Linked DNA regions of Mus musculus: all the other regions are linked to region 1. The links are chromatin contacts, called in public HiChIP or PLAC-seq and promoter capture Hi-C maps. All regions are on one chromosome and are shown on one strand. Each heading gives the region's core, a stretch centred on a gene start, on an enhancer-like site or on the middle of the called end of the contact. The rest is flanking DNA. Distances are from core to core; before and after follow the strand shown. Region 1 holds the start of Atxn10 (ataxin 10). Region 2 holds the start of Gtse1 (G two S phase expressed protein 1). Region 3 holds the start of Gramd4 (GRAM domain containing 4). Region 4 holds the start of Trmu (tRNA 5-methylaminomethyl-2-thiouridylate methyltransferase).

What was found. Promoter capture Hi-C pulls out the DNA fragments that hold promoters and counts their contacts. HiChIP or PLAC-seq counts read pairs in DNA pulled down with a chosen protein or histone mark.
Region 2: a contact with region 1 is called in a promoter capture Hi-C map of neural stem cells. The contact joins the promoter of Gtse1 here to the promoter of Atxn10 in region 1. A contact is called at or near these places in 4 of 39 promoter capture datasets (cranial neural crest, embryonic stem cells, liver and 1 more), 2 of 484 Hi-C or Micro-C datasets (CD4 T cells and LSK cells), 4 of 115 datasets of contacts at active chromatin or transcription factors (embryonic stem cells, large pre-B cells and pancreatic cancer cells) and 2 of 9 other capture datasets (adipose tissue and liver).
Region 3: a contact with region 1 is called in a FOXA1 HiChIP or PLAC-seq map of pancreatic cancer cells. The contact joins the promoter of Gramd4 here to the promoter of Atxn10 in region 1. A contact is called at or near these places in 1 of 484 Hi-C or Micro-C datasets (cortical neurons) and 1 of 115 datasets of contacts at active chromatin or transcription factors (pancreatic cancer cells).
Region 4: a contact with region 1 is called in an H3K4me3 HiChIP or PLAC-seq map of bone marrow-derived macrophages, with 4 times the contacts expected there. The contact joins the promoter of Trmu here to the promoter of Atxn10 in region 1. A contact is called at or near these places in 3 of 39 promoter capture datasets (cranial neural crest, embryonic stem cells and liver), 1 of 484 Hi-C or Micro-C datasets (LSK cells) and 2 of 115 datasets of contacts at active chromatin or transcription factors (bone marrow-derived macrophages and pancreatic cancer cells).

What each region holds. Positions count from the first base shown.
Region 1 is chr15:85,334,878-85,337,577 of GRCm38.p6, forward strand. Atxn10 (ataxin 10) reads left to right here and starts at 1,378. Exons shown (of 12, transcript NM_016843.4): 1 at 1,378-1,703. The coding sequence starts at 1,588.
Region 2 is chr15:85,858,345-85,861,044 of GRCm38.p6, forward strand. It overlaps Gtse1 (G two S phase expressed protein 1), which reads left to right and starts at 1,363. Exons shown (of 12, transcript NM_001168672.1): 1 at 1,363-1,450; 2 at 1,660-1,751. The coding sequence starts at 1,727. Ttc38 (tetratricopeptide repeat domain 38) reads left to right here. Exons shown (of 14, transcript NM_001033337.4): 14 at 1-478.
Region 3 is chr15:86,057,478-86,060,177 of GRCm38.p6, forward strand. Gramd4 (GRAM domain containing 4) reads left to right here and starts at 1,285. Exons shown (of 19, transcript NM_001379572.1): 1 at 1,285-1,484. The coding sequence starts at 1,456. It overlaps Gm41375 (a long non-coding RNA gene), which reads right to left and starts at 1,139. Exons shown (of 3, transcript XR_875536.2): 1 at 915-1,139.
Region 4 is chr15:85,878,017-85,880,716 of GRCm38.p6, forward strand. It overlaps Trmu (tRNA 5-methylaminomethyl-2-thiouridylate methyltransferase), which reads left to right and starts at 1,311. Exons shown (of 11, transcript NM_028063.2): 1 at 1,311-1,442. The coding sequence starts at 1,361.

The DNA of each region.
Region 1 (2,700 bases), core at 128-2,627:
TGCCTGTGGATCAAGATGTAGAATTCTCAGCTCTTCCAGCGCCATGTCTGCCCGCAGGCTGCCATGCTTCCTGCCATGCTGATAATGGACTGAACCTCTGAAACTGTGTGAATTAATCCCAAATAAATAATTTCTTTGTAAGAGTTGCCTTGGTCATGGTGTCTCTTCACAGTAATAAAAATCTAGGATACCTACATACACATGTTGGGAAATAAACTCAGGTCTCCTGGAAGATAGAGTACTCTTAATGTCTGAGCAAGCTCTTCAGCCCCAATATGGGGATATTCCTGATAAGCACCCACTCTCTTCCCCGGGTCCCCTATAGTATTAATTGACAAGGTTCTAGAATCACCAGAGACAACCCTCTGGGCATGTTTGTGAAGAACTGTCTAGATGAGGTTAGTGTGTGGAAATCTGCCCCCAGTGTGGGTGATAGCATTCCATGGTCTAGATTAAAAAAAAAAAAAGTCAAAGCCAGCTGTCTGTTTTCTGGCTTAATAGATGCAATGTGACAAGCTGCCTAAAGCCCTGTGTCACAAGTCCCCACCACGTGGGCCTGTACTCTCAACCTGTGAGCCAAAAGAAACCTATCCTTTGTAAAATTGCTTCTATCACATATTTTGATATTGCAACAAGAAAGGAATACACCTCTTAGGGAGGTACTTCTTCTCAGCCTTCTCTCTGTGGGAAGCCTCCTTCCTGGAGTCTTGGGAAAGACTTCTTTCCCAAGGGGGCATTTTTGATCAGCGTCCCCTTCCCATGAGGAGCCTCTATCCAAGGTCTTCCTCCATGGCTTGAGGTATCCAGCATCTTTTCCCTATGTGGGAATCTCCGATTCAGGTCTCCCTCAGTGGAACACCTCAACCTCGCATTCCCTCCCCTGGAGTCTCCATTTCAGGTTTTCCTGCAATAGAACTGGTTGGCCTAGCAACACATGCCCTGAGGGTAAGTCTCCTCTGCAGGTCCCCTCCCATGGTGACACCTCTGGCCTGTATCCCTGCTCTTCCTCTCAGGGGCCTCCTTTCCAGGTCTCCTTAGGGACAACATCCATTATTCTGGGGGCGCTGCTTCGGCCTGGTATCTCTTCCCCAGAGGGAAACCTCTGCATGAGTGGACCCCCACCAATGGTGGCCCTTGCTCATGGAAAGCATCTGTCCCTGATAAGACACTCATTCTCTAGGACACTCTACAGGCCACCCCCCCCCCCCCACCCCGACCCCTTCATCTCAGTATTCTGTCCTCTGACGGGGTCTTTACTCCACGTCTCCCCACCGTGGGGACCGAAGACCTCCCCCATCCCACCCTACGCAGGAGCAGGACTTCCGCTGCGCCCCCTCCCCTCAGGCGGGACTTCCGCCCCGCCCCCTCCCCCTCCCCCTGCCGCGTCGCCTTGTCCTCTTCGCCTGAGGCAAGCCAGCTAGTCTCGCGCTCTCTGCCTTGCAGCACCACGGGATCTGGGTGACGCGGGCTGCGGAAGCCAGAGCCGTGCAGACCGCGTCTCCATCTCCTCGCCTGTCGTCTGTCTCCCCCACTTCTCTTCGCTCTGCTCTCCGCCTGGTCAGGCTCGGCCCCAGAGCGAGTGGCAAGATGGCGGCGCCCAGGATGCCACCCTCCCGGCTGTCGGGCATCATGGTGCCCGCACCCATCCAGGACCTGGAGGCCTTGCGCGCGCTCACGGCGCTCTTCAAGGAGCAGCGTAACCGGTAACTGCGCGGGGGCTGCCACCTAGGAAGGAGGAAGAGGAACCATGGAGGGCTCTGGGCTGGGCTGGGCTTGACTGGGCTGGGCTGGGCAGCGGCGAGCGAGGCGGGGCGGCGGGCTCCATCAGCTCGGCCCACGCTCAGGTTGTGGCTCTGTGGCGCTCGCCTAGGCCTGCTCTGGGACGAGGGTTTGGCCAGGCTCTAAGAGGGGCAGACGATGGCGACACTGGTCCCCAAGCCGGCGGCGGGGAAGCTGTTGGTTCGGCTCCTCTGGCGGGGCCCTGAGGGCGGTGGCCAGGGAAGGGAGGCGTGTTCGGGCTCGCTTCTCCCTCTGGGTTAGAGGGCGTTCTGTCCAGGAGCCTGCAGAGCTGGCCTGGCTTCGTGACATCTGCTCAGCATCGCCTCTAACCCTTCTGTTTCTAGCCTTACAAAATGGGAGCTGTGGTGCGTTGTTTTCAGTGCTGAGATGAAATAAACGTGTTTAAACAGAAGTGTGCGAGGCTGTCAGTTCCTGATGGATTTTTGTGGTATGGTTTGCGCTGCAGTTTCCTTGTCTGTTTAATGGAAACAAGGTTCGCTGGGACCTCCTTGGTTGAGTTGACAGTGAGGGTTTAATGAGACGATGCGTGTTACATCCTTAGGCCATGCCTGACACTTAGTACTAAACACCATTGGTGTTTTCTCTTAACAGTAATGGTCTCCCCTGGACCAAGTCTTGGGAGAGGACCCGGAGCCCTTGGTCTCTCCTGTAGAGAGATAACAAGCAGGCCTAGAGTGTGGACAAAGGGCAGAGAACGCGGTGGGGGTGGGGGTGGGGGAAGCACGTAGGCTCAGTGGTCACAGGAACGTTTTCTAAAAATAGGTAGCCGCCAGACATGTCACGTGGCTCAGCCCTGCAGTTCCAGCATTCAGGAAGCAGAGGCAGGTGGATCTCTTGAGTTTGAGGCTGGACCAGTCAGCATTGTGACATCCTCTGTATCTCAAAAACAAATAAACCCGG
Region 2 (2,700 bases), core at 113-2,612, 520 kb after region 1:
ATTCCAAATAATACATGATTCAGCCAGAAGCGGAGTCTTGCTCTCTGTCTCTTTCAGAAAGCCTTCCACCCTGCCTGTGGGCTGGTGACAGTGCCTTCTCTTTGCCCCATAGCCCTTGGCACTTGCCCTTGCTATTGAACCACTTTGTGCTGTGATCTCTGGTATTCAATGGCTTCCATTGAATGCCTTGTCTGTAAAAGCTGGTATGTGTAGGCTTTCATGAAAGAAGGCATGCATCTGCCAGGGACAGGCGACTGATCTTAAAGGGAAATGTGTATGCGTCTGGAGAGATGGCTCCATGGCTGAGCACTTGCCGTTCTTCCAGATGACCAGAGATCAGTACCTAGCGCCCACGTAGAGCCTGTAAATCTAGCCTCAAGGGACCTGACACTCTCTTCTGGCCTCTGTAGGCACTTGCATACCTGTACATACGCACACGTCGGCAAAAAAAATAAAATAAAAATATTTTTAAAGCCAAGAGAAAATGTAAATAGCAGTGAGTTACTATGGGTATGCTTTCCTGAACATCTACTATGACCTGATATGATACAAAGAGAAGTGTTGGTGAACTTTACTGCCCAGTGGATAGCCCCAGGGATGCAGGGATTTCATGCACAGGAGCTAAAGGCTTGGACCACAGATGTGACTGCCACCGTGGTCTTGCGCCCCCCCCTCCCGCCCCCGGTGTGAATCAGAAAAGCCTGGCCCTTAAAATTCCAGATACACAGAACCGGTCACCATCCCCAGCCGGTGGGAACCTTGGGTCCGACGAAGCCAGCTTGCCTACTAGTGAGCCAGACCTGGCCGATGTGTAGAGACGACATCCAGACTTGATGGCCTTCTTGATGGCTATCCAGGCCAACCCTGGACTTCCTTGAACCAACAGACCTTGAAGCCAGTTTCCTGCTCATTGCTATCCAAAGGCATCTAACATATTGGCAGCAAAGAAGTGCTAAGACCGGCTCTGTCACTCTTCTGCATTTGAGGGAAAAGGGAGGGCCTGCACACCAGAGTACAGGAGAGAGGCCTTAGGCTGCAGAGAGTACCCGGACGCATGAGAAATACTGGAGATACCAGGACAAGCACCGGAGAGAGTCGGGACAAATTCCTTCCTAGCTGCCTGACCATCTCCTATGCCCCACCATCACCGCCTCGGTCCCTTTTGCTAGCACAGCCACAGGCGGAACGCTTAAATCCTTTCTGTGTCTCCGGAGGAGGAGAGTCATGGGAACTTCCGGTGGGAGTTTCCTGCGCCCAGCGGAGCCAATCCGTGGCTTGGAGTCTTGGGCATTGGTCTTGTACATCAGCACTCTGACTACATTTCCCAGGCTGCACCGAGAGCGTCTCCTGTTTAAACAGGCCAATCGGCGGCCGGCGGAGCCGGGCGCCGCGTTTAAACCGGTGCCGGAGACCCAGCTGGATTTTATGCCTTCCCGGTCAGAGGCGAGGGGTAAGGAGTGGTCGTAGCGCTGGTCCCGGAGAGTGGGGAACCGGGTCCCGAGCCGCAGAGATCCGGGGAGGACGGGCTGCGGTGCCAGCTCTGCAGCTCAGAGCCGGAAATCCGTTACCCCGCCTCGGGGCGCACAGTCTGGGAAACCGGGAGCAAGTTGGGGCTTGCCTCTGACTTGCCTAATTCTCCCGTCCCCTTGCTTCCTGCAGCGAACTCTGTGGAAGGAGGAGACGGCCGCGACGTGCCTTCGGCCAACCAGTGGAGAGAGAGGTGAAGATGGATGCTGGTAGTAAAAAAGAAGGTAAGTCCTTTCTGTTCGTAAGGCTGTTCTGGAGTGTATTCCTTTTCACCCCAAACAAAATAGAGAGGGCTACAACAGATCAAAGAAACGAAGTCTGGATTGATAAGCAAATAAATTTAACTGAAGTTACTTACAAGGACATTAGCAATTCATAGCTCCACCACCAAAGAAGCCCCTACAACATCCCCACCCACTTTTTAAAACCACTTATGTAATCTTAAGAGGGGCCTCCCCCCACTTCCAGAAGGGCTTTAAGTGGGGGTCTTAATCTTGTGAGGGTCTCCTGTGGTTAATCACAGTTGCTGTGCTATCAAAATGGCAACAGCTTTCTCTTGCACTGAGCGCAGAGTCCCTCACTCCACCCATTCCCCTGTGGTTCATTCTTTTCTCCTCCACTGACTTACTTTGTTTGCTTTTCCTTTCTTGCTTGTTTTTTTGAGCCCTCACTTTGTAACCCGGAACTCACTCTGTAGTCCAGGCTGGCCTTGAATTCATCGAGAGCCACCTTCGGAAGCCTTCTGAGTGCTGGCAAATTCTTTGAAAAGCAAGACTTGCTACGTGGTGGCTGCACACGCCTTTAATGCCCCAACTGCAGAGGCAGGCAGATCTCTTGAGTTTTATTTCAAGGCTAGCCTAGCCTGGTCGACAGAGTGAGTTCCAGAACAGTTAGTTCTCTTTGTAAACCTACACAGTGAAACCCTGTCTAAAAGAGGGGAGGAGGAATCTTTACGATGACTTGGTTTGTGTGTGTGTGTGTGTGTGTGTGTGTGTGTATGTGTATGTGTGTGTTTGGGGGTGGTAACCAAGGTGTGCAAGCACCTGAGGGTCCCAGGGCTTGAACTCAGGTCATCAGATGTGGTGGGAAGTAACTTTGCTCCCCTGAGTCTTAGAGGGTTGATGTGGGTTTACAATTATTTTCTCCCTTTTAGGGCTGAGCACTGGGCCTTTG
Region 3 (2,700 bases), core at 35-2,534, 720 kb after region 1:
GGTGGGGGTGGGGCGACGACCAGAGTCCGGTTTTGCTGTAGGACAGAGAGGAAGCAGGGAAAGCCAGGGGTAGGAGGAACCAGCGAGATTGGTGTGGCATTGGGCTGGGATGCCGCACAAAGGTGACTCAGAGGAGGTTCCTGCCCAAAGTAGCTCTCATCTTGCCAAGACCAAGCCCTGCAGGCAGCTTAGCCTGGCATCTCACACTGCCAGCCAAGAGCCATTGGACAGACCTCATGTTGTGCTACACATGGGCATTGCTTCTCACTCTGCATTCAGAGAGAGAGAGAGCTCACCTACAGGAGCCTCTCTGGATGCCAGCCCCAGACCCTGGGACAAAGGCCTGTCTGGAAGGTAGGCAATGCTGGAGGACAAAAGGGGGCCTGAATCCTGCCCCCACCCACCCCACCCCCCAGAAAGCTTCAGAGTCCTTCAGCATTCCTCAAATCTCCTGGGGTGCTTGAGACATAATAAGGTGGGGGACAGTTCTGGATTGAGAGGGTTGGAGGTGAGGTCGTCAAAGCCCCGCAGTGCAAGCGGGTCATGTGGTCACAGGTCTAATGTGCTGTCTCCACTTGCTGATGCTGAGTTTGCTACAGTCACCCTCGTACCCTACAGTGGACCTCCTAGGTCAGACCCCATACGGTGCTGCAGGTCAGTCCTCCAACCAGGCTAGGGCCTGGGGTTCTGGAGGGTGTGGTCTTTTACCAGGTTCATTAGTTATCTTTCTGGGTCCTTGTCAACCCTGGTTTTTGAAAGGCGAGTCAAAACGGGGGAAGTGACTCCTGGAGGATCTCTTTTCCTTTAAGATAGTACTAGAGCTAAAGTAGGCTTCCTATCGCTACGGTGACATTTAAAGGTATGTGGCATTCCTGGTTAGGTACTGAGTGGGAGAGAAGGGAGGAGTTGCTCACTGCCCTCCAGGTGGAGGTTCCATGTCCTTTTCCCAGTGTGGAGCTGTGCTCTGAGTCCAGCCTGGCGGTGCCAGGACAAGTATTTCTACACCAAGCGCGGGTCTCCATTTGGCAGTAACCGTCAAGCCAGTTCGCCGGGAGAGAGGTGACAGTGGAGTGTATCCTTGTGCTCGGTTGTGCCCGTGGCTGCGACTGGCAGGCGGCCACGCGTGCGCGTGGGCACGCGCGGCGAGGACCCACGTGGGTCACCCAAACAAAGGCGGCGCCGCGTGATCGGGCGCGCGCGCGCGCACACACCGGGCAGGGAGGGCGGGGAGGCGAGGGGGCGGAGCGGGGCGGCGGCTTGCGCAGGCCCGGTCGGGGGGCGCGCAGACTCCGCGCAGCAGGACGTGAGCGCGCGACGCGGCGCCGCCTCCGCGCTCGTGGCCGGCACCCGCGGGGCCGCGTAGTCCCCGCTCCCCGGCGCCGCTGGGCTCCCGGGAGGGCGGCAGGTGCAGCGCGGCCGGGTGGCCGGCCAGGGGGGCGCCGCGGCGGCGGGTGGATGAGAGTTGGCCCCGATCATCCCGCAGGGTAAGCGGCGCGCACGCGGACTCCCACACGGACCTGGGCGACGCTGGCCACGCTCTGTCCTAGCTGCCGGGCCGCGACCCCGTGTGCCCACACTCTCACTCGGTGGCCCACAGCAGCGACCCTCCCTTCGGGGAGCAGCGCGGGCGCGCCCCCGCACACACGCTCCCGGGGCGCGCGTCACGGCCGCCCCTCGCGCGTACCACGGGCGCTGTGCGGGTCAGGGTCCTGGTGGGCGAGAGGCAGACGTCGATGGGACGCAGGGCCCAAACTATGATGTGGGGGAGTCATTAGATGGGTCACCATGCCTAGGCCGCTAGCGGGGGGGTCAGGATGAGGGCACAGCAAATGTCGTCCTACTGACCCACTCTCTTGGTGGTGGGGGAGGACTGAAAAGGAGGAGGGCTGTCCAGGCCGGTGTGGCCCAACAGATGACCCGGGGAAAAGTTGTGGACGCTTGCTCCCTTTCCACACCCTGCTCTCTGTTATATCTTTTCCTTTCATTTGGAATTAGCCTATGGGATTCTGGGGACAGTTGGCACCTGGGCTGGAGCTTAGGCCTATGTGTTTATACAACCGTTAAGGTGGGGTGCTGTGTGGCAGTCCCTAACCTAAGACTTCATCTGTCCAGAGCGGGACCAGCACCTCTGAAGGGTGGAGAGGGACTGACTAGTCTGGATGTTGGTTCCCCTGTGGCCTTCCTACCCGTGGCCAGGGTAAGAAGCAGGCTTCTAGGGCCAGAGGCAGAACCTTGTACTCTTTGGAACTTCCCATTTTCAGAGATAAGAGAGATTCAGTTTGGGGGGACCTTGTTCAGAGTGGGTTCCCTTCCTGCCTTGCCTTGTGTAGATTAGGGACAAAATTAAAGGTGCTGAGTCTTAACGCACTCCCCCCCCCAATCCTCAATTTCGCTGAACCCCAGCCAGGTAGGAGCTTGCTTTAGGGCCAGGTTCAGAAGGAGGGGTCATGGTCCAGGCTCTGTAGGGTTTGAAATAAAGGACAGTTGGAAGTTAGTTTATCTCGGATACCTGTTCTGTGAGATCGGGCAAGGCACTGTCACAAAACCAGCCCTGCCTCAGTTTCCTTATCAGTGGGTGACTAATGACAAGATAAGAGTTAACAAGATGGTGTGGGTTCCACGGCAGCCAGACACACTCTAGGTGAGGAGTCAGGCAAGGCCATCCACCCTGTGCCTCTCAGGTGGCTTAGTGGCCCTGCA
Region 4 (2,700 bases), core at 61-2,560, 540 kb after region 1:
TTATGTGGTTTGCACATCCGAATCACAGACCAACCTGAAGGAAAGTTAGAGACGGAATTTTGACAGGAACTGAAGCAGAGGCCATGGAGGAACACTGCTTACTGGCTTGCTCCGCATGGCTTGATTAGTTTGCCTTCTTTTACAACCCAAGATCACCTGCACTGGTGTGGCTCTCACATCAATCAACAAATCTCACAGACTTGTCTAAGGGCCAATCTAATGGAAGCATTTTCTCAATTGATGTCCCCCCACCCCTAGCTTGTGTCAAGTAGACAAAAATTCTAACATAGGTTTGTCTGGTTTCTGCTACTTTGTGGTTGGCCCTATCATAGGTTCTGGTAGGAAAAGTGAGATTTGCTATACTAAATGCCCATACCCAAGAAGGGAGGTCCTGGTCCTCAAGGCTAGAACACTCCACAGACATGACCCCCTGCCCTTTTGTCTCTCTCTCTCTCTCTCTCTCTCTCTCTCTCTCTCTCTCTCTCTCTCTCTCTTCTCTCTCTCTCTCTCTCTCTCTTTCTGTCCCAGGACTCGTATCTATTTTCTTCCAGCAGCCACTCAACATCTGTCATGTGCGAGGCCCCCCACAATCAATTCAGGAAGAGCCACAGCTCCAGCCTGAGGTCCCCAAAGCATCCACTCGTTAGAGCTGATCCCCGCAGAGTGCTCGTTCGTCCTCCAAGAATGGCCCACGAAACAAACACTCTTAAATCACAGGCACCAGGATGAACAGGTGCGACTCCAAACTCTCCCAGTCTTCCGTGGCCCATCCTTCCCAGCTACTGTCTGGGTCTGGTTAACTACGCTCCCATCCCCTACTCCAACCCGTTGACTGAGCTGCTAGCAAAGCCTTACTGAGCAACGGTCCACTATGCTTTGTCCTCCACTGGCTCTGCACCCGCCAGGCCCGCAAGCATCTAGAATCCAATGAGAACGTGTTGACAGCCCTGTCCCTCCAGCGGGTAAACAGGAGGAGCCAGCGGCCGACACAGCATCTCGACCTTGTGTGTGCCCAGGAACGCCTTTGAGACCTCAAGCCCGAGCGGAGGCTGTTCCTGGTGCAGCTGACCCAGGAGCGCCAGCTGAGCACAGAAGAAAACGTCGCAAGGGCAGCGAGTGGTGGCTAAGAAGCCGGACCCGACCAACTCATCGCTGGCCTATCTGGGACATGCTGCCACCTAGTGCTCCTCGGCCGATCCGCCGCGCGGAACCCAAAAGCCTGCAGAACACTGGGTGAGCGGAGCACGTTTCCCGCCGGGTGAAGAGTGAGGACGCCCCCCCCCCCCGTCCCCCCCGTCCCCCGGAGGCTGGGACTTCCGGCGTAGCTTGGACGCAGCCAGAAAGCTCGCGGTGTAGCCTGATGTCGGCGCTGCGGCACGTCGTGTGCGCCCTGTCTGGCGGTGTGGACAGCGCGGTGGCGGCGCTGCTGTTGCGGCGGAGAGGTGAGGCCAGGGTTCCTCACTGGGGACAGGAGCTTGGGCTCCTCCAGGTCTGAGGCCTGGCCTTTTGCAGACTCCGCGGGCCTCCAGGCGAGGACACCGCCAACTCTAATGACAAAATCACTCCAGTGTTCTCCTTCGTTGGATGACAAACTTCACTCCGAACAGCTACCAGTTCTTCCTGACTTGTAGATGTAGCCTCATGGGTCCTTAGGGTTCGGATCTGATTCCAACGACCGGTGTACATTCCTCCTGCTGTGTGGCCCCACCTTGTGTCAACCTCTCCGCATTCACCTTGGCGGCTTTTAATGGAGTCCCCCTCAGCCGTGGATCATCTTCCCCGGGGCACGCGGGGTGCAGAGGCGCGGGGCCAGGAGCCTGGGCTTGGGCAAGTTAACTAAGCACCCCCCAGTAAAAATGGGATGACCCGTAATATGGGATGACTGGAATGATTAAATGGCACAGTATGTATTGAAAGGGTTAGCTATACAATGTGAGATATATCGGAAAGCAGGAGCGATTCTTTTATAATCACAGCTGTTATGACAGAGTAAAAGAGCCACAGGATACAGGTGTGTACTATGGTGAGAAAGGAAGAGGGAAGCATTTCTCTACAAAGAACTGGCTGCAGTAACACAGGCAGGAGGCAGAGGAGAGAGTGCCGGCCAGAATAGGATATAGTGGGGTTAGTGAAGCTGACGGTATTAAGGAATTTGGGGTAATGTTGAGTAGGCAGTGTGAGTCTTTGAAGGTTTCCAATGAGAACTGTGTAACTAGATGCTTTGGGAAGTGGCAAAGGTTGGCATCATTCTTACAGATTTATCTTTTACTACTAAAGGGAGATCAACTGCTGCCTAGTTTTTATGTCACATTAAAACTATGTGACATGTTAGGGTCCTCTGGTAGGAGGGAACCTCAGCTGAGAAACTGTCATCACCCTGGCCTGTAGGCTAGTCAGTGGGGCCTTCTCTTAATAATTGGTGTAGGAAGCCTCGTTCCATTAGGAGTAATGCTATCTCTGGGCAGGTGGTCCTAGGTTTTATAAGAAAACAGGCTGAGCAGGCCAAAGAAACAAGCCCATAAGCAGTATTCTTTTATAACCTATGATTCAATTCTGCCTTCAGGTTCCTGACCTGAGTTCCTGCCCCAGCTTCCCCTGATGGTAGACTGTGACCTTTAGGGCCAAATAAATCCTTTCCTCTCCAAGATGCTGTTGATCGTGGTGTTTATCATAACAGTGGGAACCTAGCCAAAACAAAGG